Regions from separate parts of the Mus musculus genome. Here all the other regions are linked to region 3. The links are chromatin contacts, called in public Hi-C, HiChIP or PLAC-seq and Micro-C maps. All regions are on one chromosome and are shown on one strand. The core of a region is the stretch at or near the end of the contact, and the rest is flanking DNA. Distances in the headings are between cores, read along the strand shown.

Evidence for each region. Hi-C and Micro-C count contacts between places; a contact is called where the count stands out from the background. HiChIP or PLAC-seq counts read pairs in DNA pulled down with a chosen protein or histone mark.
Region 1: a contact with region 3 is called in a Micro-C map of embryonic stem cells, with 2.2 times the contacts expected there. The contact joins the promoter of Cmtm7 here to the promoter of Trim71 in region 3. A contact is called at or near these places in 1 of 484 Hi-C or Micro-C datasets (embryonic stem cells), 2 of 115 datasets of contacts at active chromatin or transcription factors (both in embryonic stem cells) and 1 of 9 other capture datasets (pancreatic islet).
Region 2: a contact with region 3 is called in a Hi-C map of double positive thymocytes, with 2.2 times the contacts expected there. The contact joins the enhancer-like site here to the promoter of Trim71 in region 3. A contact is called at or near these places in 12 of 39 promoter capture datasets (the 3T3-L1 cell line, 3T3-L1-derived adipocytes, the HPC-7 cell line and 8 more), 1 of 15 datasets of contacts at CTCF or cohesin (CD8 T cells), 29 of 484 Hi-C or Micro-C datasets (the AML12 cell line, B cells, CD4 single positive thymocytes and 23 more), 20 of 115 datasets of contacts at active chromatin or transcription factors (CD8 T cells, the HPC-7 cell line, the NIH/3T3 cell line and 13 more) and 3 of 9 other capture datasets (adipose tissue, liver and pancreatic islet).
Region 4: an H3K4me3 HiChIP or PLAC-seq map of embryonic stem cells shows a contact between it and region 3, with 24 read pairs. The contact joins the promoter of Glb1 here to the promoter of Trim71 in region 3. A contact is called at or near these places in 13 of 39 promoter capture datasets (the 3T3-L1 cell line, 3T3-L1-derived adipocytes, the HPC-7 cell line and 8 more), 1 of 15 datasets of contacts at CTCF or cohesin (CD8 T cells), 16 of 484 Hi-C or Micro-C datasets (the AML12 cell line, differentiating embryonic stem cells, embryonic somatosensory cortex and 5 more), 17 of 115 datasets of contacts at active chromatin or transcription factors (the NIH/3T3 cell line, T-cell acute lymphoblastic leukemia, bone marrow-derived macrophages and 9 more) and 3 of 9 other capture datasets (adipose tissue, liver and pancreatic islet).

The regions. Positions count from the first base shown.
Region 1 is chr9:114,780,027-114,783,368 of GRCm38.p6, reverse strand. It overlaps Cmtm7 (CKLF-like MARVEL transmembrane domain containing 7), which reads left to right and starts at 1,376. Exons shown (of 5, transcript NM_133978.2): 1 at 1,376-1,701. The coding sequence starts at 1,567. Gm9888 (a long non-coding RNA gene) reads right to left here. Exons shown (of 3, transcript XR_003948087.1): 2 at 3,058-3,278; 3 at 1,697-2,071.
Region 2 is chr9:114,421,832-114,424,808 of GRCm38.p6, reverse strand. It overlaps Glb1 (galactosidase, beta 1), which reads right to left. Exons shown (of 16, transcript NM_009752.2): 5 at 770-864. Among named protein-coding and RNA genes, the nearest start is that of Tmppe, 22 kb to the right of the region's middle. Within about 2 kb of position 1,313, at least 7 of the 459 cell types and tissues checked have an H3K27ac peak or open chromatin away from gene starts, as enhancers often do. A contact at or near this core is called in double positive thymocytes, where this site is marked.
Region 3 is chr9:114,562,926-114,566,313 of GRCm38.p6, reverse strand. Trim71 (tripartite motif-containing 71) reads left to right here and starts at 1,945. Exons shown (of 4, transcript NM_001042503.2): 1 at 1,945-3,388. The coding sequence starts at 3,197.
Region 4 is chr9:114,399,198-114,402,599 of GRCm38.p6, reverse strand. Glb1 (galactosidase, beta 1) reads right to left here and starts at 1,522. Exons shown (of 16, transcript NM_009752.2): 1 at 1,331-1,522. The coding sequence starts at 1,408. Tmppe (transmembrane protein with metallophosphoesterase domain) reads right to left here and starts at 1,505. Exons shown (of 2, transcript NM_001200002.1): 1 at 1,331-1,505.

The DNA.
Region 1 (3,342 bases), core at 127-2,626, 220 kb before region 3:
TTCCAGAGAACCCAAGTTCAATTCCCAGCCTGCACATGGCAACTTAAAACTGTAACTCCAGCTTTGTAATTTCTTCTGGCTTCTGCAGGCACCCGGCACACACATGGCGCACAGAGCTAGATGTGGGCAGAACACCCATACACATAAAATAAATTCACTAAGTTAAAAAAAAAATCAAAGAATCTATTTAAAAAAAAAAGTCTTAGGCAGTAGTGGCACACGCTTTTAACCCCAGTACTGGGGAGGCAGAGGCAGACAGATCTCTGAGTTTGAGGCCAGCCTGGATTCCAGAGTGAGTTCCAGGACAGCCAGTAATATACAGAGAAACCCTGCGTGTGGGCAGGGAGCATAAATTAGGACTAACCTGGTGTTGTTTGACTTCTAACACTGAGACAAACAAACTTCTATTCACCCCAGGTCCAATAACAGACCAGGAAAAGAAAAGTAAACATTCCATCATGAGACAAAAGAATCTCTCCTCTTTTCTTAGGCTGCTTTTATCAGACATTTTCTATGTCCTGAGATAGACGAATCTCTCTTCACCGAAGAGTAAGGTAGACAGAGTGACAGAGCAGGACACTAGACATCCTCCACTGGCCTCTGTATACACACACACACACACACACACACACACACACACACATACATACTTAAAAAGATGTACTGCGATGCTGAGAGTGGTGTCCTGATTAGCTTTAACTGTCGACTTTGACAGTGCCTAGAGTCACCTCGGTTGGGTATGGTATCATTCCAGCACCCGGGAAGCAGAGGCAAGGAGAATACCTGCGAGTTTGAGGCTAGCTGGGTTTATACAGGAGTTCCAGGTTAGCCAGTGGTACACACTGAGAGCCTGGCTTGTTTGTTTGTTTTGTTTGTTTTTGAGGCAGGATCTCTCTGTGTAGTCCTGGCTGTCCTGGGGCTCACTATGTAGACTAGGTTGACCTCGAACTCACAGAGATCCTCCTGCCTCTGCCTTCCTAGTGCTGGAATTAAAAATAAGTGCTACCCAACTCTGGCAAGAGAGAGTATGTTTTTAGAAAGAAAGAAAAAAAGGCAAAAATAACAACAACAAAAAAAAATAATAAGAAAGAAAGCAGAATGGTGGGAGGGTGGGGGAGGAAGGTCCTGAGGCGATGGACCTGTTTTTATTGCTGTAGGTGATGGTGGCACAGGTGCGTGCCCCGTGCACACACACAGAAGCAGAAATGAACAGCGCAGCACGGTATGCTCAGGGCATTTCCCCCTACTCGTGTCAGTACCTAGTAGCAGCCGCACCCACACAAAAAATCCCTGGAGGCTCATCACCAGCTGTGACCTGGGCGGTGCGCTCCTGGGAGAGGCCAGGGCCCCAGGCGTCCGGTTTCCTGCCCACGCCAGTCCAACTTCCGCGTGTCTAGAGGGCAGGGGCTTGCGGGGCATCTGCTCCCGAGTCCTCTCCGGGTCCGGCCGCAGCTGGGAAGAGGGAGCCGTGCGCCCCGCCCCTGAGGCTCCGCCCCGTCCCGTCCCAGCTTCACCGGCCAGAGGTCCCCGGGCCTCGGAGGCGGCCAGCCCGGGCTGGGTCGCGCGATGTCTCATGGATCGGGGCTCGTCCGGACCACGTGCAGCAGCGGCGGCGCGCTGGGGCCAGGCCAGCCCTCGGAGGGACTGCTGGACCGGGTGTACCCGCTCACCCACGGCGCCCTGTTCAAAGTGGCGCAGATGGTAAGAAGAGTGGAGTGGAACCTGGGGACCCGTACACGGGGCTGCACCTGGCCCGGACCTTGGGAGCACCGCGCGCCCCTTTGATGCCCCAGTGTCCCCCTAGAAAGTTCCGGGAACAGCCGACAGGATCCCTGGCCCCCTCACTTCTCCAGCTGCCTCCCTACCGGGCCCAGCTCACTTCCCCACCGAAACCCGGGGTGCGAGTTCCTCCTCGTCTTCCTTCCTCTTCTCCAGGCCGCACGTCTCGCACCCGGGCTGGGGGAGGGAGAGTCTCCTGCTATCCCCTGCCATCTCCAGGCCGCGCACGGGCTCCCGCCCGAGAGGGTAGAGCTCGGCGACAAGAGGGCTCGGCTTGACTTTCGAATCTCTGCTGGGGATCGGGAGAAGCGCCGCCTTTCAGACCATCGCCAGGTCCCCTGCGCCCTGTCAGCCTTCCGAGGCGCCTCAGAAGGCAGAACTAGTTAACTAGGTTAACTAGGCAGGCTTGTGGCTAGGGGGCTTCTGGTGCTCGCTTGGAGCCAGGCAGGGCAAGGCGAGCAGCCGGCTGTTACTGTGACCAGAGCTGCACAAAAGCTTCTGGCCCGACCAGAAGTTTACCAGGCCTGATCCTGTTCGCTCTCTACCCACCCTTCTTTTTTCCCTCCCGTTTTTGTTTTTCAACCTCTGTGCAAATGTCTCGTCTACAATACCTTTTCTGTTTGTGTGGTGTGTTTTGAAACTGGGCTGGGCCGTTTGAATTCCCTACTTATCATGGGTGGAGAGGGGAGTGGTGGTTTGTAGAAAGCTGCGGAGAGATGTAGGGACCCCAGTGCAAGGTCACAGACCCGGAAGCTGGGACCTGCCAGCGAAGCTGGAGCAGCCTCCCCCCTCCCCGACCCCCCCCCCCCGGGGCTGGTACAGGGCCAGAGCTTTGTGCCTTCCATAACCGTTATTTTGGATGCCTAGAGTGTAGAAAGGTGGGAGGAAGACGTTCCGCCTCTCCTGAGAAGGGTGCCTAAATGGACCAAGATTGGGACACAGGCAGTTTTAATACGGAACTAAAAAGGTCTGGTGCTAAGCAGTCTTGGATTTGAGTGGATGGTGTGTGGGACCCAGGCTAAGGGCTTTGATCAGCCAAATAAAAGCCCGAGAGGCCACCTCTTTGATCATTAAAGGATGGTTGGAGTCAAAGAGACTTTACAGTCTTACGCCCATGCGAAGACGAGGGCCGCGGCAGAGATTTGGATCAGGCCTCTGCCTTGATCCATAAGGGAAGCCGATGGGAAGGGAATGCCCTTGCTGGGCCGTGACTTGGGTGCACAAAATTAATGGCGATGAGAATGCTGGTCCGTGAGACTGAGGAGCAGGGATACTTACTGTGTGCTTTGGATGACAGTGATACAGAGCTTGTCCAAAATCAGTGAGTGTGGATTTTAACCATGACGTCATGGGCCCGCCGCCTCTCTGCATGCTCCAGTTAAAACCCCGTAGAAAGATGACCAAGTCCTGGGAGTGAGGCTGCCTGCTTGGCCCTGGCTGGCTCCTGCTCTGCCCCGCAACTCTGACTGGGATCTCCACTGTCAGAATCCTCTGCTTATCTGTTGAGGGTAAACAGAAGCAGATGCGCTGTGAGCGCCCTTCGGGGGGGTCACAATCCCAATT
Region 2 (2,977 bases), core at 64-2,563, 140 kb after region 3:
GAGTTCCAGGACAGCCAGGGCTACACAGAGAAACCCTGTCTCAAAAACCAAAACCAAAAAAAAAAAAAAAAAGTAAAGTTGATTGTTTTTCTAGTTCAAATCCTGTCCTGGAATTTTTTGGGTTCAGTGGTAGCTAAGAACATAAAATGTACGTAATTCTGGGCAAGGGTCCTGGGCTGTGGGTGTAGCTCGGCTGGTAGACTGACTGTGTGCTCAAGGTCTTAGGTCTGATCCTCAGCACCACATACGACAGGTGTGTGGTGCAGCCTGTCATGTCGACACTGTAGAGGTAAGACAGAAGGAGCAAAAGCTCCAAGTTATCCTCAGGTACGGAGTTCGCTATCAGCCTGAGATACATGAGACGCAAACTGAAGGGGAGAGAGAGAGAGAGAGAGAGAGAGAGAGAGAGAGAGAGAGAGAGACAGAGAGAGACAGAGAGAGACAGAGAGAGAGAGAGAGAGACAGAGACAGAGACAGAGAAGGACAGAGAGACAGAGACAGGAAGAGGAATAGAGACAGAGAAGGACAGAGAGACAGAGACAGGAAGAGGAATAGAGACAGAGAAGGACAGAGAGACAAGAGACAGATAGACAGGGGGCCGGGGGAAGAGAAGAGAAAGAAGACAGGCTAACCCTTTCCCCAGAGTCAGTTACAAGAAAAGTGTCATTTTCAGTACTGCAGCCAGGTGTCAGTTGTCATTTACATAACGCTGATGGACGGTTGCACCCCCGTCTCTCCCTCCTTCCACACACAGCTCAGCTCCAGGTACCTGCACGGTTATGATCGGTCCTCCGTTCTGGTAGAGCAGGGGCTTCATCTTGGGCAGAAGGACTGCCAGCCATTTATCCACAGCTACAAGGTAGTCTGCAAAACAGGATGGTGTGGCAACTGTCGCAAGCCTTTGTCAACTAGCTTGTCATATGGTTAGTGTGTGTGTGTGTGTGTGTGTGTGTGTGTGTGCAAGTGTATATGGGAGTACATGAGCACAAGTCCCACAGTGGGTTCCAGGGCTCAAATTCAAGTCAGCTGAGCTAGGCAGCCTCATCCTTTTAAAGCCAGGAGACTCCGCCACAGCCTGTCCCAGGATACACTGCCCTCAGTTATCTTCTAAAACGAGGCAGCCACAGTCTGCTGAACACAGTTCTTTAAGCTAGTTGTCCTGACATCTGCGTACTCCTGGCAACTTACCCTGCTATGGGGCTTAGAGTTAGAAGCAGAGGCAGCCAGGCCCTGTGGGATAGGCACAGAGAGGTGCTGAATACTGCGTCCTCCTCCCAAACACAGCAGGGCCTTTTTTCCTTCTAAATTAAGTTAGCTGGGTAAAGGATGTGGCTCAGTTGGTAGCGTGCCTACCTAGCGTGCACCAGGCCCTGGTGTTTGATCCCCAGCGCTAGGCGTGAAAGCACACACCTGTAATCCCCGCACTTGTGGAGGCAGGAGGATCAGAACGTCAGCATTACCTACAGCAATATAAAGTGTAAAGTGGAATTCCCAGCACCCACATGGTGCCTCATAACTGTGTTTAACTCCAGTTCCAGGGCATCCAACACCCTCTTCTGAATTCTGTGGGCATCAAGCAAGCATGCATGTGATGTAAGTGACATGCATTATAGTCATTAACAAGGCATGGAGGTGTGTGTGCTCCCCGTGCTGGAGGGGGGGGCAGAGGCAGGAGTATGCTCCCAGTGCCGGGGGCGGGGGGGCGGCAGAGGCAGGAGATCTTTGAGGTCATGGCTAGCCTGATCTAAATAGAGAGTCCCAGAACATCCAGGGCTACACAGAGAAACCTTATCTCCAAAACAAAACAAATAACTTAAAGGTGGAAGGCTAGAATCACCCTTGATCTGTAGCTGAGAAAGACCTTGAAACCTTGATCCTCCTGCCTCCACTTTCCAAGTGTGAAGATTACAGGTGTGTGTCTCCCACACCAAAGTAACATCTAATAAACCATTTGTTTACAACCTCAAAGGAGACTGACAAAAACAGGTGCTTCATACAGTTATCAGGAGATATGGCTCAGGGGTTAGGAGCACTGGCTGCTCTTCCAGAGGACCTGGGTTCAATTCCCAGCACCCACATGGCAGCTTACAACTGTCTGCAACTCCAGTTCCAGGGGACCTGTCACACTCATACAGACATTCAAGCAAGCAAAACATCCAATGCACATAAAAATAAATAAGTTTTTTTTTTTTTAATGGTTAGGAAGATTCAGGAGACAACACATGTGAAAACAGCAGTAATAAGGTAAGAGTGCAGGCCCACATGCAGGCAGGCCCACATGCAGGCAGACACATGCACACAAAAATAAATAAGTTTTTTTTTTTTTTAATGGTTAGGAAGATTCAGGAGACAACACATGTGAAAACAGCAGTAATAAGGTAAGAGTGCAGGCCCACATGCAGGCAGGCCCACATGCAGGCAGACACATGCACACACTCATGTACACACACTCATGTGCACACACTCAAACACACAGGCACACAACACACACTCACACATGCACACACAAACACATGAGCACACACGGGCACACTCACACAAATGCACGAACGCACGCACACATTTGTGAAAACAGAGATGCAACTGAATGACTGTTTAAGGTCTTACAGCTAAAATAATGTCTCATGTTCTGAAAAGAGAAGACGAAAAGCTGTCACTGACAAATCACTCTGAAAATGCAAAAAAAAAAAAAAAAAAAAAAAAAAAACCAGAAGACACACAGCTACCAAGAAAACTAGTGACATCATCCCAGAAACAACCCTGCCATTTTGACTCGCTGGCTGCGTAATATACTAAGTGTGTAGGAAGAAAATACAAGTGCTGAACCCAGTTGGTTAACCGCCAACCAGGTTGCAAACTCAAAAAGCGGCCCGCTTATCAGTGAGATCTGTTCAAGCCTGCAAAGGAAGCTGTGTCTCCTACATACTCGCTGTCCAGTGAAATGAGACTTCCACCCTACTCAGGGGTATTTATACAG
Region 3 (3,388 bases), core at 696-3,195:
GTGTGTATGTGTGTGTGTGTATGTGTGAGTGTGTATGTGTGTGTGAGTGTGTGTGTGTGTGAATGTGTGTGTATGTTTGTGTATGTGTGTGTGTGTATGTGTGTGTATGTGTATGTGTGTGTGTGTGTGTGTGTGTATGTGTGTGTGTGTGTATGTGTGTGTGTGTATGTGTGTGCACTGTGTGTGTGTGTGTGTGTGTGTGTGTGTGATGTATTCTTGCTGCCACAGAAGATAATGTGCTTCTCTCCTTCCACCCTGTGATACCGGGAACTGAACTAAAAATTCAGATTTAGTAGCAAGTGCCTTTACCTTGCAGAGAGATCTGTGCCCAAACGGTCATTAAAATTTTTTTTGAAGCCTTCCCTAACAATTTCATTATAAACAGAAAGGAGAGTTCCTTCTGGTCCTCATTTTTATATTATAAAGTCTCCCATCTTTGTTTAGGGGAGCTCTGTTCAGTTTTGGAGGGCCCATAGTTAATTTTCACTTCCACATCCCAGGAGTAGAAGGTCACAAAGGGATCTTCGATGTTGTTTGGACAGTGGAGCTCTGGAAAGCAGAGGGGTCTCTGGTCTTCCCATGATGCTGTAGGTCACTTGTGGGGGGTGGGGGTGGGGGAGAGGAGTGTGTGTGTGTGTGGCTTGTCCCTGAAGTATCTGAGCCCCAAGGGATTTGCCTCTTCAGCAGCCTGTCCAGAATGGATTCATGTTTCTAGAATGATCTTTTCTGTTGTTGTTTTTTTTTTTTTTCCCCATGAATAAAAGGCAGTATCTAGAATTGCATCCTATCCGTATCATTACGATCCAGGAATGGTTACTTAGATTGGAAGCTACATTCTCTTCTAGGCTTTCATAATCATACACACACACACACACACACTCACACACACACACACACACACACACACACACACACACACACACACACACAGTGTGTCTATGTGGGGGTATGTGCACATGAAGCAAGAAGTTCAGAGCCACCCAAAGTGGGGTTCTGAGAATTGAACTCTCCTCTTGATGGACTGCAGAGCTAACCTTTCCAGTTCTTTCATCACTTTCTTGAGAGGTTTCATGTAGCCCAGATCTTGAACGTGTGAGGGTCCAGCGTGCAGTCTTTTTCCTTTCAAAGTATAATCTACAGAGTGAAATTTTATACACAGCTTGATGGCATTTGTTTATGTATTTTACTCGCGAGTTAATTTGACAGAGGGTCTCACAGTGTAGTTCTGCCCTAGCCTCTTGCTTGCTGAATTATAATGGGTACACCACCACACCCATCTTAAGTAGCATTAAAAAAAAAAAGTTCTGAGAGCAGCCTTTCCAAGTCTTTCTTCTGAGAGCCTTAAAGTTTCACCCTCAGAACCGCCTGGGGCACCACCCAGATGGCCGCGGGGCCCGTCAGTGGGTCGCCTTCTCTTAACAGCTGCCTGGGCTCCCATTAAAACTGAGAGCAACCAGCCCCTTGGACGTCCAGAATTCAGAGTCGTTTAGTTCCATGCATCCAACTGCACAACTGTGCGATGCTTGAGGTCGGTCTCAGCTTTGTAGAGTCCTAGAGAAATGTAAAGGAAAAGGAAGAGAAAAAAAAGGGGGTGATGGTGGTGTTGGGGGTGGGGGGACCTAGCTCTCCGGGGCAGTGGCCATCAGCTTCCAAGAGGCAAAGATTCAGAATGAAGTCTTTTTTTCTTTCTTTCTTTCTTTTTTTTTTTTTTAATAAACGGAAGAGTCGCTCTGCGTTCCTCGCCCAGGAGGTTCCAAAGGTCGTCACACTGAGGCCTGGGGGCGATCGTCTCCCCCGCGGCCGGAGCGGGGGAGGAGGGTGGTGGGAGGAGGGGAGGCGTACACAAAAGCCGGCCGGGCCAAGAGGGCTAATGTTTCCTGTTTGCCTGGAACCCCCTCCCCGGCCTCCCCTCCCCCACCCCTCCCAGCACTCGGGCGGAAGTGAGTTTGCTCCTTTGGAGATTAAAAGGATTCCGAATTCCGATCAGTCCCAATAACCCGCGTTCTGAGAGGCGGCAAAGCGGAGAAAGAAGGGGGACACGCGCACGCACACAGCCCCTCGTTCGGGGGAGTCGTGCAAAATAAAGCCCAAAGCAACCCAGGACACCAGGGCATCGGGAGAGCCTGAGCCCGGTAGGCGCAGCGCAGCCGGGGCCACCCGCATCCCCGCTCGGCGAATCGTTCGTAGGAGGATGACGCAGGCGGGAGCCGCGGGCGGCGTTGGCCACGCGGCTCCCGAAGTGGCCGCGCGGGTCCCTCGCGTACTCCTCTGATTCGAGCAAGCCCGGGAGGGAGACTCGGTTCCCGAGGCTCCGGGATTGAAGGGGGGACCCAAGCGAGGGTGAAATGGCCCGATGACAAAGGAAATGTGATCCTCCTTCGCTGCCCAGGTTTCGGAGAGGACGGCCGTGAGGAGGAGGGGCGCGCGGCTCGCGCGGAACGCGGATAGCATTGCACGACGGCCCCGCGCGGAGCGGGCGGCCCGTACATCCAATATCTTCCCGCCGATGAATAATTCAGGGCGGCCCGCGGGGACCTGCGGCCCCGCGCCGCGGAGCGCCTGAGGCCGGAGAAGGGTCGGAGCGCGCGCTAGAGAGCGAGCCAGGAGGCCGGAGGACACGCGGGCGCCGGGCCGCGTGGGGCGCGCGCGCGTGTGAGCGCATAGAGACCGCGGCCCGGCAGGGCTGCGCACGGGCGCGGAGCGTGTGGGGCGCGCGTGCGTACTTGGCACGCGTGCTTCCGCGGGCCGGGGGCCCCCGCACGAGGCGCAGCTGCGCGCCCGAGCCGACCGCGCCGCGGGGGAGGCTGCGCCTCGGCCGCCACGCAGGAGCTCCTGCCGCCGCGTCATGCGGCGGGGCGGCCGGCGGCGCGCGCGGGGACTTGGACTGCTGCGACTCCCGGACGTTTTCCCCTCCCTCCAGGAGGCTCAATTCATTTAGCCGGAGGGCAAGGAAAAAAAAAAAACAACACAAGCAAGACTCGTTGGGACCAAATTGGTTTGCGCCGCGGGGACCGGATTCCACGGCGGACTTTGAGACTTGTGCGGGCGCTCGTTTGCTGAGGAGTAGCAGTGCAAACCCGCCCTGCCGAGGTGGCCCAGGGGTCGCCTCCACCGCGTCCTCGATGCGCTCTGCTGAGTGAGCCGCGCGCCCTCATCCTCCTCGCCGCGCGCCCTCTGCCCTCCAGCCCGCCTGCAAATGGCTTCGTTCCCGGAGACCGACTTCCAGATCTGCCTGCTGTGCAAGGAGATGTGCGGCTCGCCCGCGCCGCTCTCCTCCAACTCGTCCGCCTCGTCGTCGTCCTCGCAGACTTCCACGTCGTCGGCGGGCGGCGGCGGCCCCGGGGCGGCGGCGCGGCGTCTTCACGTCTTGCCCTGCCTGCACGCCTTC
Region 4 (3,402 bases), core at 273-2,772, 160 kb after region 3:
CACCACCCGGCTTTAATTTTTAATCTAGGTCTGAAGTTTGAGAGTTAACGTTGCAGATGCAAACAAACAAAAATAACTGAAAGCCAGTTGGCTGGAATTTCTTGGCTCTAATCTAACTGCTCAAGAGGGATAGCTACATAATTAAGAATTCCCGCGGAGATCACAAAGCAGCGTCTCAGGGTTCGGCTCTCACAGGGCACCTCAATTTCTTGCCTGGTGACTTACATCAGACTGGTGACACCTCCATAAATCCTTATCTCTTCCTGCCCATCCTGACACTCCAGATATATGGGTTCCTTTCCCCTACCTGTTGGAGCCTCTGCCCACTGGTTCTCAAGACCTCAAGCTCTGACGGAGCAGCCGGCACTAAATTTTCGTTCTCCTTAATCGAAAGCATTTTCAGCAACTGTTTTCCAGAAACTTAAACAAGTTTCAACTCTGGTTTTAGATAAACGTGTGCCATTTCCAAGAGTGTAATTTTTACAAGTCTACAAGGTTCAAAGTCTACTACCAAGTACTTGAACTTACCCGACTCAGTCCATCTGGAGGGCCCCAAGGTGACTCGCTCAAAGTGCAAATGAGTAGGAGCCCCGTTCCACCACGCCCTGTCCCCTTCGCAGGTTCGGTGCAGACCTCCCCAGGTGCGTGTCCCACGCGCCTCAGCCACTGCCCTGCCACCCAGACCTCGCCTGTAGCACTTGGCCTCTTCCCACCCTCCTCCCGCACCGCCAAACCCTAAAAGAAGAAAAAGGCTTCCAACAAACAAGGCGATGCACACCTCAAACTAAAAGCAGCCAGCAGGTGGCTAGCGAGAAACATGAACAGTATGTTTGAAAAGGGAGAAGTCTCTGAAAGCGAATATTCCTGTGACCCCACTGCAGGAGCCACTCCTGACCCCATTTTTTCTCCTTCCGGAGCGTTCCATGAAGCCCGAACTCCGCAAGGATCGCGCCCCACGCCACTGCCCGCGGAGCCCTCTAGCAGCCCCGCGCAGCCTGGACCCCTCTCCCCAGAAACCGAAGCTGGAAAGACTCAGGCGCACCTCAGCTAGCCCCCGACCGCGCTGCACAAACCGGGAAGCAGGTCCGTGCACACGGGACCGCCGCAGCGGAACCCACGCGCGCCAGCAACCAGGAAGGACGCGCGCCCCGCCCGTCCGGCCCGCCTCCTACGGGAGGCCCGACCACTGCCTGCGCCTCGGCGGCCTGCCTGCTCTGAGCGGGTGATCGAGGGTAACCCGGATCCCGACTTTGCAGAGCCGCGGCTTTCCTCGGCCTCTGCCCGCTTCCCAGCGGCGGAGCGTCCCCGCGCGGTGGCACCGGAGACTTACATAGATGCCGTGCGCAGCGCCCAGCAGTTGCAGCAGTGCCAGGAGCGGGAGCGGCGTACACAGGGGGACCCGGAGCATGATCGCGCCACGATGGGGTCTCTCCGTTAGGCAGTGGGCGCTCTGGCCAGCCGCTGCACCTCCGGGGGTTGTTGAGGACCCTATGCCAGGACCCGCCCCCAGCTCCGCCCCGCCCCGAGGCTCTGTGCTGCGAGTGGAGGTCCAGCCTCTGTAGGCCACGTGACTCAGAAGCAGCTGTGGTCTATGCATCTCCCACAACTGTGTTTCCTTCCGGAATGGCGGCACCCCTGAATGAGCAATGATGAAGTTCAGGGGCTGGCCATTCACAGGGGCCTTCAGCCTGTCCCGGCTGCCAGAAAAGAACTGAGCAGGGAAGAGGAAACCAGCCAGTCAGTCCTCAGTGCTCTGGCCTTAGAAGCCTAGCCCCTAAAACTCTCCCTAGCACGTGGTCTAACATTCACAAGGTGTGGTCCACAGGCCAACGAGACTTAAACATGGAAATGCAGACTCTGGGCCCCAGCCCAGAAACCCTGAAGTCCTAGACCCGGACCCAGCTCCGAGGTTCAGTGAAAGCAAAGGTGAAGAAGCACTGTAGTAGGTTACAGAGGAATTCTAAGTGTGACTCAGCTATGGCCAAGTTATTTTGAAGTGCCCTGATTTTTAATGAGAACAGTAGCCCTTCCCTCTGGCAACTTCTGATCTTCCGCCTACTGCCTCCTGAATGCTGGAAGTATAGCCATGGGTCATCACCTCTGCTTTAGTTGACGTTGACTTAAATATACATGAGATTTTCCCAGCTTTAATGAGTTGTAGTCAATAACAATATTCATTTATTTTAGGCATTATCTCATTTATTTATTTATTTATTTATTTCACTTACTTTTTGCAATGCTATCGGTGAGTCTCAGGTCCTCATTAATTCTAGGCAAGTACTCTACTATTGGGCCACACCCCTAAATCCCCTTTTTCTTTCTTTCTTTCTTTCTTCCTTTCTTTCTTTCTTTCTTTCTTTCTTTCTTTCTTTCTTTCTTTCTTTCTTTCTTTCTTTCCTTCTCTCTCTCTCTCTCTCCTTCTTTCTTTCTGTTTGTTTTTCTGAGGCAGCTTCTCACTGTGTATCTTTTTTTTTTCTGGATTTTTGAGACAGGGTTTCTCTGTGTAGCTCTGGCTGTCCTGGAACTCACTTTGTAGACCAGGCTGGCCTCAAACTCAGAAATCCGCCTGCCTCTGCCTCCCAAGTGCTGGGATTAAAGGCGTGCGCCACCACGCCCGGCCTCACTGTGTATCTTTAGCTGGCCTGGAACTCTAGAAGATAGCCTGAAGACTGGGCTGGTAGTTGTTTTTAGTGATAGAGGGTTTGGGGTGGGGATACGGGTGGGGCACGACGATGTGAGAGGGAGGCGGGAGTGAGTACTCTCAGAACCTGCACAGCGCAGCACTCCTACAGTGAGATGGGCGAATCCTGAACTCTGGGGCCAGGTAGCCTGGGTTATGCAAAGGAGAACAGTAGGACAAACGGCCTCAGAGCAGGACACACACCAGATATCATTCTCTGACCTCCACATGTACACCATGGCGCACATACACACATGTGGGCATTCACACACGGGGTCATATATACTAATATACAAATAAATATCCTAAATAAAGCTGTTTTTTTTTTTGGTTTTTTTTTTTTGGTTTTTCGAGACAGGGTTTTTCTGCGTAGCCCTGGCTGTCCTGGAACTCACTCTGTAGACCAGTCTGGCCTTGAACTCAAATTTGCCTGCCTCTGACTCCCAAGTGCTGGGATTAAAGGTGTGTACCATCACGCCCAGCCCAAAATTTGAATTTTTTTAAAAAACAGGATCTCAAGGCTGTCCTTGAACTTACTATGGTTCAGTGGTTGTTTTAGTTCTATAAAACAGGGCCTTTATTATGCAGCTCTGGCTGCCCTGAGATTCTATGTGAAACAGAGAACTTGCCTGCCTCTGCCTCCTAGATGCTAAGATGGGAGGTGTATACTGCCTTGTCCACTCTCACAGTGTGTTTTGATAGGTAGAACATGTAGTTAAATT